2 separate regions of the Hordeum vulgare genome follow, and region 2 is linked to region 1. A link is a contact called in public Hi-C data. All regions are on one chromosome and are shown on one strand. The core of a region is the stretch at or near the end of the contact, and the rest is flanking DNA. Distances in the headings are between cores, read along the strand shown. Region 1 has its middle 16 kb from the start of LOC123430581. Region 2 holds the start of LOC123427361 (plasmodesmata-located protein 8-like).

The links. A called contact is a pair of places that touch in the nucleus more often than the background predicts.
Region 2: a Hi-C map of seedling shows a contact between it and region 1, with 2.5 times the contacts expected there. The contact joins the promoter of LOC123427361 here to the enhancer-like site in region 1. A contact is called at or near these places in 2 of 6 Hi-C or Micro-C datasets (leaf and seedling).

The regions. Positions count from the first base shown.
Region 1 is chr2H:569,572,304-569,577,270 of MorexV3_pseudomolecules_assembly, reverse strand. No RefSeq gene overlaps it. Among protein-coding and RNA genes, the nearest start is that of LOC123430581, 16 kb to the left of the region's middle. Within about 2 kb of position 2,415, at least 3 of the 3 cell types and tissues checked have open chromatin away from gene starts, as enhancers often do. A contact at or near this core is called in leaf and seedling, where this site is marked.
Region 2 is chr2H:570,017,622-570,022,840 of MorexV3_pseudomolecules_assembly, reverse strand. LOC123427361 (plasmodesmata-located protein 8-like) reads right to left here and starts at 1,515. Exons shown (of 3, transcript XM_045111386.1): 1 at 562-1,515. The coding sequence starts at 1,318.

The DNA.
Region 1 (4,967 bases), core at 1,166-3,665:
TCGTTAGGTTGTTCCTCAACAGTAACTAAAGCTGGTTCTTCTAAAATCTTCACTAGATGTTATTAGCACTATGATTTTTTCCTTAGTTTGAAGTGTCAATGCTTTATGTGATGTGATTACTAAAATTAAGATTATGATGAGTGGTTACTTGATCATGATGATCTTGCTAAAAATATTAATCTGGGTATTTTTAAGGTGAGGGGATCGTCGTGATCTTGCTAAAAAAATTACTTCATCATAATTTTTTTATCATGATCTAATATATATACACACAACTAATATATTCATATTGATCTTCTTCTTTAAAGATGACGAACATGCGAGATAGGCTCCTACCAAAGGACCGCATACGAGGACTTCAAGAGGAAATTACGGGAATTTTGGTTGAGCAGGTTATATGTTCGGACGAAGAATACAATTACACCTAATGCATGTATGTAAGATGTGCAAATTGTACGAGAAATTGCATATACCAAATTATATATATGTGTATGTGCATGGTTGTACGAGAAGTTCTATGATATATATATGATTGGTCGTACGAGAAATTCTATTATATATGCATAACGTGTACAATATGTAGTAGCTTAAAATATGTCTGAAATGAAAAAAATTAAATAAAGAACAGAAAATAAAAAAGAAAAAATAAACCATAAACCCAAAAGTCTAAATAACTAAACCCCTAAAACCCTAGTTCCGGTTGGTGTCACCAATCGGGACTAAAGGTCCCCAGCACCCGGCGCGCGTAGCTACCACATGGTGGGACTTTTAGTCCCGGGTCGTGACTAACCGAGTCTAAATGAGAGAGTGCTTTAGTCTCTATAGGAAAAATGTCCGTGCGTTGCTACGGGCCTAGGGACAATGGTTGGAACGAGGGATGCGACTTCTGTTTAGTCCATTTTTTTCAACTTTGAAGCACATTCTTCGAGAGTTCAGCTACTAATTGAAAACTAAACTATGTTTGTCATCCATGGTTTAATATGCACTTATATAAACCGAAATCAGCAGTGCTTGGAAATAATTTATGTACTTATTTCATTCTCGTCTAGGCATATATGGTTCCGCCATGTGTTTGTGTCACAATGGGCACAAAGGATTTAAATATTTTGTCAAAAATGTAGAAATAAACCCATAAATTATCTTTTTTTCTTTGCTTTAATCCCCTTGTTTGCATGGGCCACGTGTGCCGTTTGGCCCTCGCACCTAGGGGTGGGCATTTTAACCGAAGACCGAATTACCGAACCGAAAAAACCGAGACCGATGCCAAATAGACCGAAACCGAAAATGTTTATACTAAATTCGGTCAGCAACTTTGTATAACCGAAAATTGCATTGTTCGTTTCGGTTTTAACCATCAAGTACTCGAATTACCCAAGTAACGGAGAAAAATTAGTAACATGCCAACTCATGCATTAGGCCCATAGCCCATTCTCGTACGTGCGTTCGTTTTAGCATCCACTAAGGTAACGGCCTTCACGCTAGTCCTCACCGCTAAAAAGGGAGTTTCCCTCGCCACACCTCATCCACATCCCAGACGCCTCTAGATCTTTCTCGAACCGCTAATTCCCTCTGAACCGAGCTCTGCGGCGGCAGGCGGGGAGGTGCGGGTGGAGCGGACCGACCCCGTGGTGGCGCAGCTCCGCCCGCTCTGTCTCCGCGCGCCCGCGTTGCCTCCCAGTGTCGGCTCCGCCCATCCGGCCACCCCCGTGCGCCACTTCTCCACGCGCCCGCGTCGCCTCACCGCGTCGGCTCCACCACTCTGTCCGCCCCCGTGCACCACTCTGCCCACGGCCGGTGTTAGCGTGCCCCGCGTCGTCCCGGTCGTCTGCGCCGCCCCTTCCCGGTGGCCTCCCGCACCGCCCCGCGTTGGCCCGGTCGTCTGCGACGCCACGCCCGACCTCTCCGCCTCGACGTGCTCGCGCCCTTGCGCTCCGCCCACCCCCTCGGCCTCGTTTTTCCGGCGACAAGGTCGTTCCTCGAGCTCCCTCGCCTCCACCGTTCTCGAGCGCCTAAACGGGAGGGGATCCCGATCCAGAGCCATCGCCCGCTGGTTCTTCTTCTTCCTCCTTTCGACTCACTTAAAATTGTAGTGCGGGTTGAATAACAAAAATGATAGAAGCTTTTTTGCAAAAAGGCCGTGACGGACGACAGAAGCGAACCACGCTTTATTATTAGGAGAGATTTATTAGTCTTGATTGGTGAACCGGAACTTTGACATGTTTCTCCACTAATGACACGCCGAAGATCTTTTTGGTCACCGCCGCTATCGTGGAGCGTTAGGAGGCCATCGCACCCTCATTCGACCGATCATATCTGAAACACAACCACAAGCCGTGGACCGTAGCACCGTCGGGTGAGCACCACCTCACCGGTGTGGTCCACCTTCCAGCAGGGCAGCAGAGAGTCCGATGCACGCACCATGCCATGAGCGCCAACTACTAAAGCCACTGTTGTGCAACTCCTGAACATTGGGTGACAGTGACACACCGATGGTGTTATCTGTCACTGCCACCAAGGGAGGCCACGCAAAGGGATCCCATCGGTGATCATAGGATGACATGGTGTGGATGGGCGCATAGATCCGTTCTTTGCGTTGCTAGACATTGAAGTGCTTATTTGCTACTTCCTCTGTAAATTAATATAAGGCATTTTAGACTATCGTTAAGTGATCTAAAATATCTTACATTAATTTACAGAGAAAGTATATACTTGTAATGCAAAGCAGTAAAAATATATTCTTAGAAACAGCAGTAAACCCAAAGGGTTAAGGGTTTGGGAAAAGGAAGGATGGATGCGTGGCGGTTTTGGGCTCATATATGAGGTCGAACCGGATGACGAGGATTCTACGTGGACGCGGCTATGTGCTGCACATTGCGAGGCCATGGCAACCTGGCCTACAGGAGATGGTAGTGGGCCTGCCCAGAAGCACGGGGCTCGTTCAGCTGACGTCATGCTAAAGTCACACTAATTTCACTTTCTCCTCTTCTTTTATTTATACTTCAAATTAAATATATGTATTCAAGAAACTTAAATTTACTTAGGAAATTTGATAAAAAATGATAACACTTTATAAAAAATTGTTAGCACTGTTTCAGAAAATGCTGATAACTTCCAAACAAATGTTCGTGAAAATGAAAAAAGGCGCTTCAAAAATCAATATAAGAGTTGTGTTTAAAAGTTGCGTATACAACGTAAAAAAATGTTTGTGAAATGTATATATATATTCTTGCCATTAATAAATTGTACATCATATTTGATGGAAAAACTCCCGCATTGCAATAAAATGGTCATGAAATTTAGGAAAATGACATATGCCAAGATAAAAAATGTTCGCATATGATAAAAAATGCTTATTTCCATTTAAAAACCTTATCATGGTACTTTAAGAAAATATTCCTGTGTTTCAGAAAATATCCATGAAATTTTTAATAAAGTTTATACAATGTAAAACAATGCTCATGTAGTTTAGAAAATGTTAATTACTACTAAAAGTATGTATAACATGTATTTGTAAAAAATGTTACTCCCTCTAATACATATAACTTTTTGCTAGTTGAGTACAAAGTAGATAAAAATTTGCAATAAACTAACGACAACTCATGCAGATCAGACGGAGTACCACACGTTGAAAAACTGTTCGAAACATGTATTTAAATGTATATCATATATTTAGAAAATCTCCAGCGTGTACCACAAAAATGTATCATGTGTACTCTAAAAATGTACATTGTGCTTTGAGAAACAAAAACGACAAGGAAACAAAAAGATAATCAAAGAAATCCCGAGAAAATGAACAATACCAAAAGAAAACGAAGTACAGAGAAGGAAAAAAAAGGGAAAATAATGAAAAAACAAACAAGCCAAAGTAAAATGAAGAAATAATAGAAAAACTGAAGAGAACCAGTGAATAAAAGAAGAAGAAGAAAAGGAGAAAACCTGAGCGACTCAACCCGGCAATGACTGCTACGGGCCAAAACGAAGCGAACCTATGCGCGCATCGTTCACCCGCGCTAAAATGGGCCAGCCCGCGACTATCGCACGTAGGTGATTCCAATTAGGAAGGGGTGCGACATATTGCCCTCGCGATTCTACGTTGATAGAAGCACATGTAACTTCACACTTGTTTTCAAAACACCGTATCATTTTGATTTCATAAATTTACTTTATCAAGCACGGAAATTTACTTCCATCTCTTGTGTGAAGTTTTGCTTTTTATGAACCACGACAATTTTCACTAAACAATCCATGATATCTTCCTTTTGTTGTCTATCATGGCAATTTTATTTTCCTTCATTTTTTGGGCCATGGTGAAAAATTGCATAGCATGGCAAAGAACAATTAGTCTTTCCATGGCAAAACTAGTTTTAACTAAAACATGTAAAACTTGTTTCATACGCCAAAAAAACCATGTAGTTTTTTTATTTTAATAAATTGAGGATTGCTCACCGGGCTTCCTGCGAGGTGAAAAGCCTTGTTATTTATTTGTGTTTACTAAAGAAATGCCATAGTTCAATGGTTCTGCCATGGATATCTAACAATTTTGCCATTTGGTCTTGTAACTTTTGCCACTAAATTAAAAATATCATAAACTTATAAGCCATCATGCTATATTAATATTGTATGTTTTGCCATGGTATTTTTCCTGGGAGCTTGTTGCCCATGGCAAACTATTGTGATCATTGCAAATTTTGTTTGTTTCAGATGCAAAATCTTCTAATTTTGCCATGGATAGATATGTATTAGTAAAGAATATGGCATTGTTTTTGCAATATGTTTGTCTGGATCGAACGACATAGAGGTGGGAAGTCCAGTGTGCCATGTGAAATACATTTTATATATCATTGCAAATCATTTGTTTTATTTTTGTACAATTATCCTATTTTTTATTTTTCCCATCATTTTTTTTGGGTTTTAGGGCTTTTTTCAGCGCCATATTAGGCAATTGACTTGTCCTTGGCTTTTTCCTG
Region 2 (5,219 bases), core at 266-2,765, 450 kb before region 1:
GCACCCATCTCACTACCTACAACTTGCTCTGCCAATTGGCTTTTGATACTATTTCCTCCGTCTCGCAATGTTGTGCATCTAGATTTTTTGAAAAGTCAACTTTTATAAATATTGACTAAATTTATAGAAAAAACTGTTTGTAACTACAAAAATGATATGTATAAAAATAGGTCTTGTGATGTATCTAATGACATGTACTTCCTCCGTTTCAAATATTTTATCTTCGATTTGTCTATATATGAATGTAACTAGTCATGTGTTTGTATTTACATGCATCCATTTTTAAACAAATGTAAGACAAAAATATTGGGACACAGGGAGTATTTGGTATTCTAGATTTATATATTTTTCTCTACAAAAATTTTGTCAAAATTTATATTTATAAACTTTGACTTTTCAAAAAGATATATCACAACGAAGCAGTCTTACTATCCGCCAAAAAAAAAAAACGAGGTAAGTCTCGTAGAGAACGAATTCGGTACATTTGTTTCGTTGGTTCAAACAACAGAGGACGTGCATGTTTCATACTAACGCGTTGTAGTAGTAGTAGACTAGTAGTACCTTGTGAGGGGCGGAAGTAGTAGCCGCTGGCCCAGTACCTGACGTAGCACTGCGCCAGGTGCACGTCGGCGGCGAGCGCCGTGCCGCAGGCGCCCTTGAGCTGCCCGACGGCCTGCGCCAGGCACGCCGTGCAGTCGGCGGCGGCGAGGTCGCCCAGGCACTGCGAGACGCCCTGCACGCCGCCGGAGCTGCCCGTCCTGTACCCGCCGGCCGCGGCCTGCAGCGCGCCGAGCACGGCGTCCCGGCTCCCGAGGAAGCCGGCGTCGGCGCTGGTGCTGGCGCTGCACTTGCGGTACACCATGGCCGTGTCCGGCCGGCCGACGAAGTTGGTGCCGTCGTAGCGCACGTAGCACCCCTCCAGCTGCAGCGACGCCGCCGACGCGCCGGGGCACACCTGGTCGAGCTGCGCCAGCGCGCTCCGCACGCACGCCGCGCACTCGCCGTCGCCCAGGTCGCCGCGGCACTGGTAGAGCCCGTACGCGGCGGCGCCGTCGCCCGTGCCGTTGGCGAAGCTGCTGTACGCGCCGGTGGGCGCCGCGTTGGTGATGGAGGCAAGGAGCGACTTGAGGTTGCCCTCGTAGGGCGTCCCCGGTTGGTACTTGGACGGCGAGCACCCCGCGTAGATGAACGTGTCCGTGTCCGCGTCCGTGAACGCGGCGCCGAGGCCGATCGCGAGCAGCACGGCGGCCGTGGCGGCGGCGCGCCCACGGCGGAGCTGGTTGCGAGGGTGCATGGCCGACGAGACGAACGTGCACATCGGCTCGAGACGACGGTGCCTACTTGACTCCTGGTCGGAGTTTTCGATGGCTGTGAGCGGGGGAGTGGCCGGTGATTTTTGGTTATGCTTGCGATGGTTTGTGCTTTGTAGTGTGCGAGCACGTCGACCCGAGACGACGGTGCCTACTTGACTCCTGGTCACGGCTGGGCCTCGTAGAGACGGGGTCGGACGGACGACTCTGGTCTGATCCCGTCGATATAACTACTACTCGGTTTCTTCAAATTAGACAGGAACAGGACCGATGACAGGGAACGTTCAGTTTTCGTTTGCTTTACTACCAGCTGGCGATAAGATAGCTAGCAGCATGGCTAGCTATACGGGGGTGGCATGCATGGTGCACAATTGGACGATAGATAGCAGTGGTGCCGTTTTGACGAGTGCACTGGTGTAATGCTACGTCCCTTCGCGTTATCATCAATCAGTTTAAGGCGATCGCGATTGGGTGACTGGTGAGACGTTCCTCTGTGCTTCTACAGCCGCGGCACATGTTGCGGAGTTTGCGCATGCATTTTTTCTCCTGTTACCATGACGAGCAATCGTCGTTTTGGACGCTCAGGTCATCCCCAGATTTGTCGATGAGCAGCGGCCGCTCGAGCACGACACGAGCACCTGCGGCACTTTTCTTTGTCGACGGTTGACGGTGCTGGTACAAGTAGTATGGTGGTTACGTGATTCCGGGCGGATGCCTCAGCAGCGAGTGGGAAAATGGCGGTGGTTGTGCCAAGCCTACGGCAGCAGGGCTCGACGCCTCGACCGACCCATCGGATCACCGAGCTTTTGGGAGCCACCGGGGAAGCCTGGATTCCTCGAGATAAAGAGCAGGCTACGTCGTAGCCCGACGAGGATTCAGGGGGAGGGCGACACCGGGCCGGAGCGTCGAGGCGGGCAAGTGCAACGACCGTGTCCCGCCATTTGAGCGCGTTGCTTGGTTCCTGAACGTTCGTAGGCCCCGGTGCTATGCGCCTACACATGGCGGCCATGCGCGCGGGGACACGCGAATTCGTGGCTCGCTTCGGCTCTTCCGCGTCGCCGTGCCGATCGACGGTGATGCCGCCGTCCTCGTGTGCCGTCCGACCAGGTGCGGCTGCAGGTGCTCCGCAGCTGCAAACCCGGCGATGCTGCGTCGGTCGGTATCGTCAGAAAAGAAATCAAGACGCGGTCGGTATCGTCGATTGGTCGGCGCATAGTGTTTTCGTCGGCCCATTGGCTGATGTCTCAGGAGTGTATCGACCGACCTACCGCCCACAAATGCTATCTCTCGCTGTCTATAAAAGATGTCACCCATGTGTTCAATATATGAACGAATTACTACGAAATTTAATCCCAATAAACATTAAAGAAATCATAAAAACAGAGATTATAAACTAATCATGCATACTACCATAATAGACGAATAGATCAAATTTCTAGGAGATACTGGAAATGAGAATTCTAGTACAATATCAAATACAGAGCACAGAATTGCATACGGTGCAACAGAAGCCCAACCGCCGGTGTTGATGTTGTCGCCTATGTCGAAGAGATTGCCGAGATCGGGGAAGAAGTCGTCGTTCAGGAAATTATCGCTGCCAACAGCTGCACGAGTGTGCTTCCCAGAAACCTGATCGCCCCTTCCCCGTAAAGGATCACGGGAGGCGGGGTTCCGGAGGACTGTTGTCCCTTCTTGTGGTGCACGTCGGAAGAAGGCATGGAAAAGATTTGGCTCTCTTATCCAATTATTATCCTAAATAGGTTTTTTTTTACTAGTCTGCTTTATTAATGCAGAAATAAGTAAAAAAGTATAATTAGATCTATCTCGGATTTTTGAGAACCCTTTGAGAAGGCGTTCAAGTGGTTCTCAAATAAAATATAAAAGTAAAAACGTTCATTTCATGAACGTTTTTTTATGTAATCATTTAGGTGTTAATGTAAACGAACCATAACTATGTAAACCTATTCCTAATAGATTGGTAAAAAAGATAGGGAAATTCTTGATTATTCAACGTCAGATCGAATCATGTCCAATGGACATTGGAATTTGATCTATCCTTCTATTTTTTAAGATAATTCAGATTTGTTGGCGAAAAAGTGAAGAAATAGGTTCGTCATTCCATTACAATATCATCAAGAACAAGAGAAAGAACTAATATCCTGTTTTGGGATTTCGATTGAAATCCCCTTTATGGGTGTTTTACGTAGAAATAATATTTGACTGTTTGCAGCATGGGAGCTGATTACCCAAAAAATCCCTGGGAAAAAAGAAAAAATATCTGGGTAACGAAAACCATAAAAGGTTGTATTGGCGAGATCCAAGGGTTCACAGCAGCCCAAAAGAAAAACCACCTGGAAGTCCGAGGACCTTTAGTACCGTACCGAACTAGCAGCCTTCGCGCCAAACGACGACCGCCTTTGTCCCTTTCCTTTTTTCCATTCAGCCTACTTCTTAGCTTTGTTCCGTCAGTCTAAGGCAAAGCTTAAGTGGTTTGCCTACCTTACCCACTTGATGAAAGGGAACGAACTTCGTTTCCTTGGCGGCTTTATGGATGGATTCAGTCAGAAAAAACTCCTTCCTTTTGAAAAAAGTGACGCTTTGCGTCTTCGCTTCCGAGGGTTAGGGTATAGGCCGTTTCGAGCAAGCTTTCGCTTTTTCTCCCGGCTTTCTACAACTTTCGCTTTAGCTTCCAAAGACGACCCAATGACCTTTCCGGAATTGGAAGTATTCGTCGCCCTACCCTAAGAAAGAAGTCACTATAAAACTGCTTGCCCTCCAGAAGTACCAAAGGTGCGCGGAGCCCGGTGAAAATGAATATGTTTGCTACTGAAAGAAGCCTGCCTATTGACTAATATTCGTCTTTAGAATGAAAGTAGCTATGAAGCCCAATCTACTGTCGATTCAAAAGGGGGCATAGTCATATGGGTGGGGAGGCACTTCTTTTTAGAGAAGTTTTAAAATATATCCTTTCTTTATGATAAGGAAGGGGGTGAGATTAGGTTCCCCTTTATTTTTTTGCGTTTCTTTATTTTGTATTCCACTATTCCGACGTATATTTTTTTAGTCTTGCTTATCTTTATCTTATCTTATTTTCCTAGTTGTGCTAAGTCATGTGCGCGATACAAAGTTCCTGGTAGAGAACTTCTTTGAGTCATCCTATTTTCTGTTCATATGAAGGAAATTAATATGTGATTTTTAAAATAGGGGAATCCAAATGAAACCCTTTTTTGGCTCAGTCTATCTGGAATGCTTTTGTATAATAGGAATTAATTATAAATAGGTATTCTGTTTCATCTAGGAAAAGAACCTAATAATATTCCTTGACTTGAATAAAATCTGGAGTTGTGTTGTATAAGTGAGCACGAATTTCTTATCATTCAATGAGCATCTTGTATTTCATAAAAATTGGGGGTTATATAGTCCTTACGTAAGGTCCAGCCTATCCGCTCCCAAATTGCCGTTCTCAAACGGCATGTATTTCCACATCTCCTTGCCGTTCTCAAACGGCATGTATGAATCCACAATGGAATTGTCAAGAACACTCAGAAGGGCACCCTTGAAGAGGGTATCGATTTTCTCAAAAGCTTCCTGTTGTGCAGGATTAAGATAACCCTCAGGCTTGCCCTTGGTGGTGTCATAGCAGCACAAGGTTTGAAACCAGTATACTGCTCTCATGTTCCACCTCTTATATTGCACCCCTTGAAGGTGGGGGACTTCAGATGCGCAGCAAAACCACTTGAAGTAAATTGCCTATATTCGGGTTTTTGGAATGTTGAATATATGAGCAAATTACTATGAGATTTAATCCGGATAAGCATTAAAGAAATCATGACGATAGAAACAGAGATCGAACTAATCATGCGGACTATCATAGTAGACAAATAGATCAAATCTATAGCAGAGACTAGA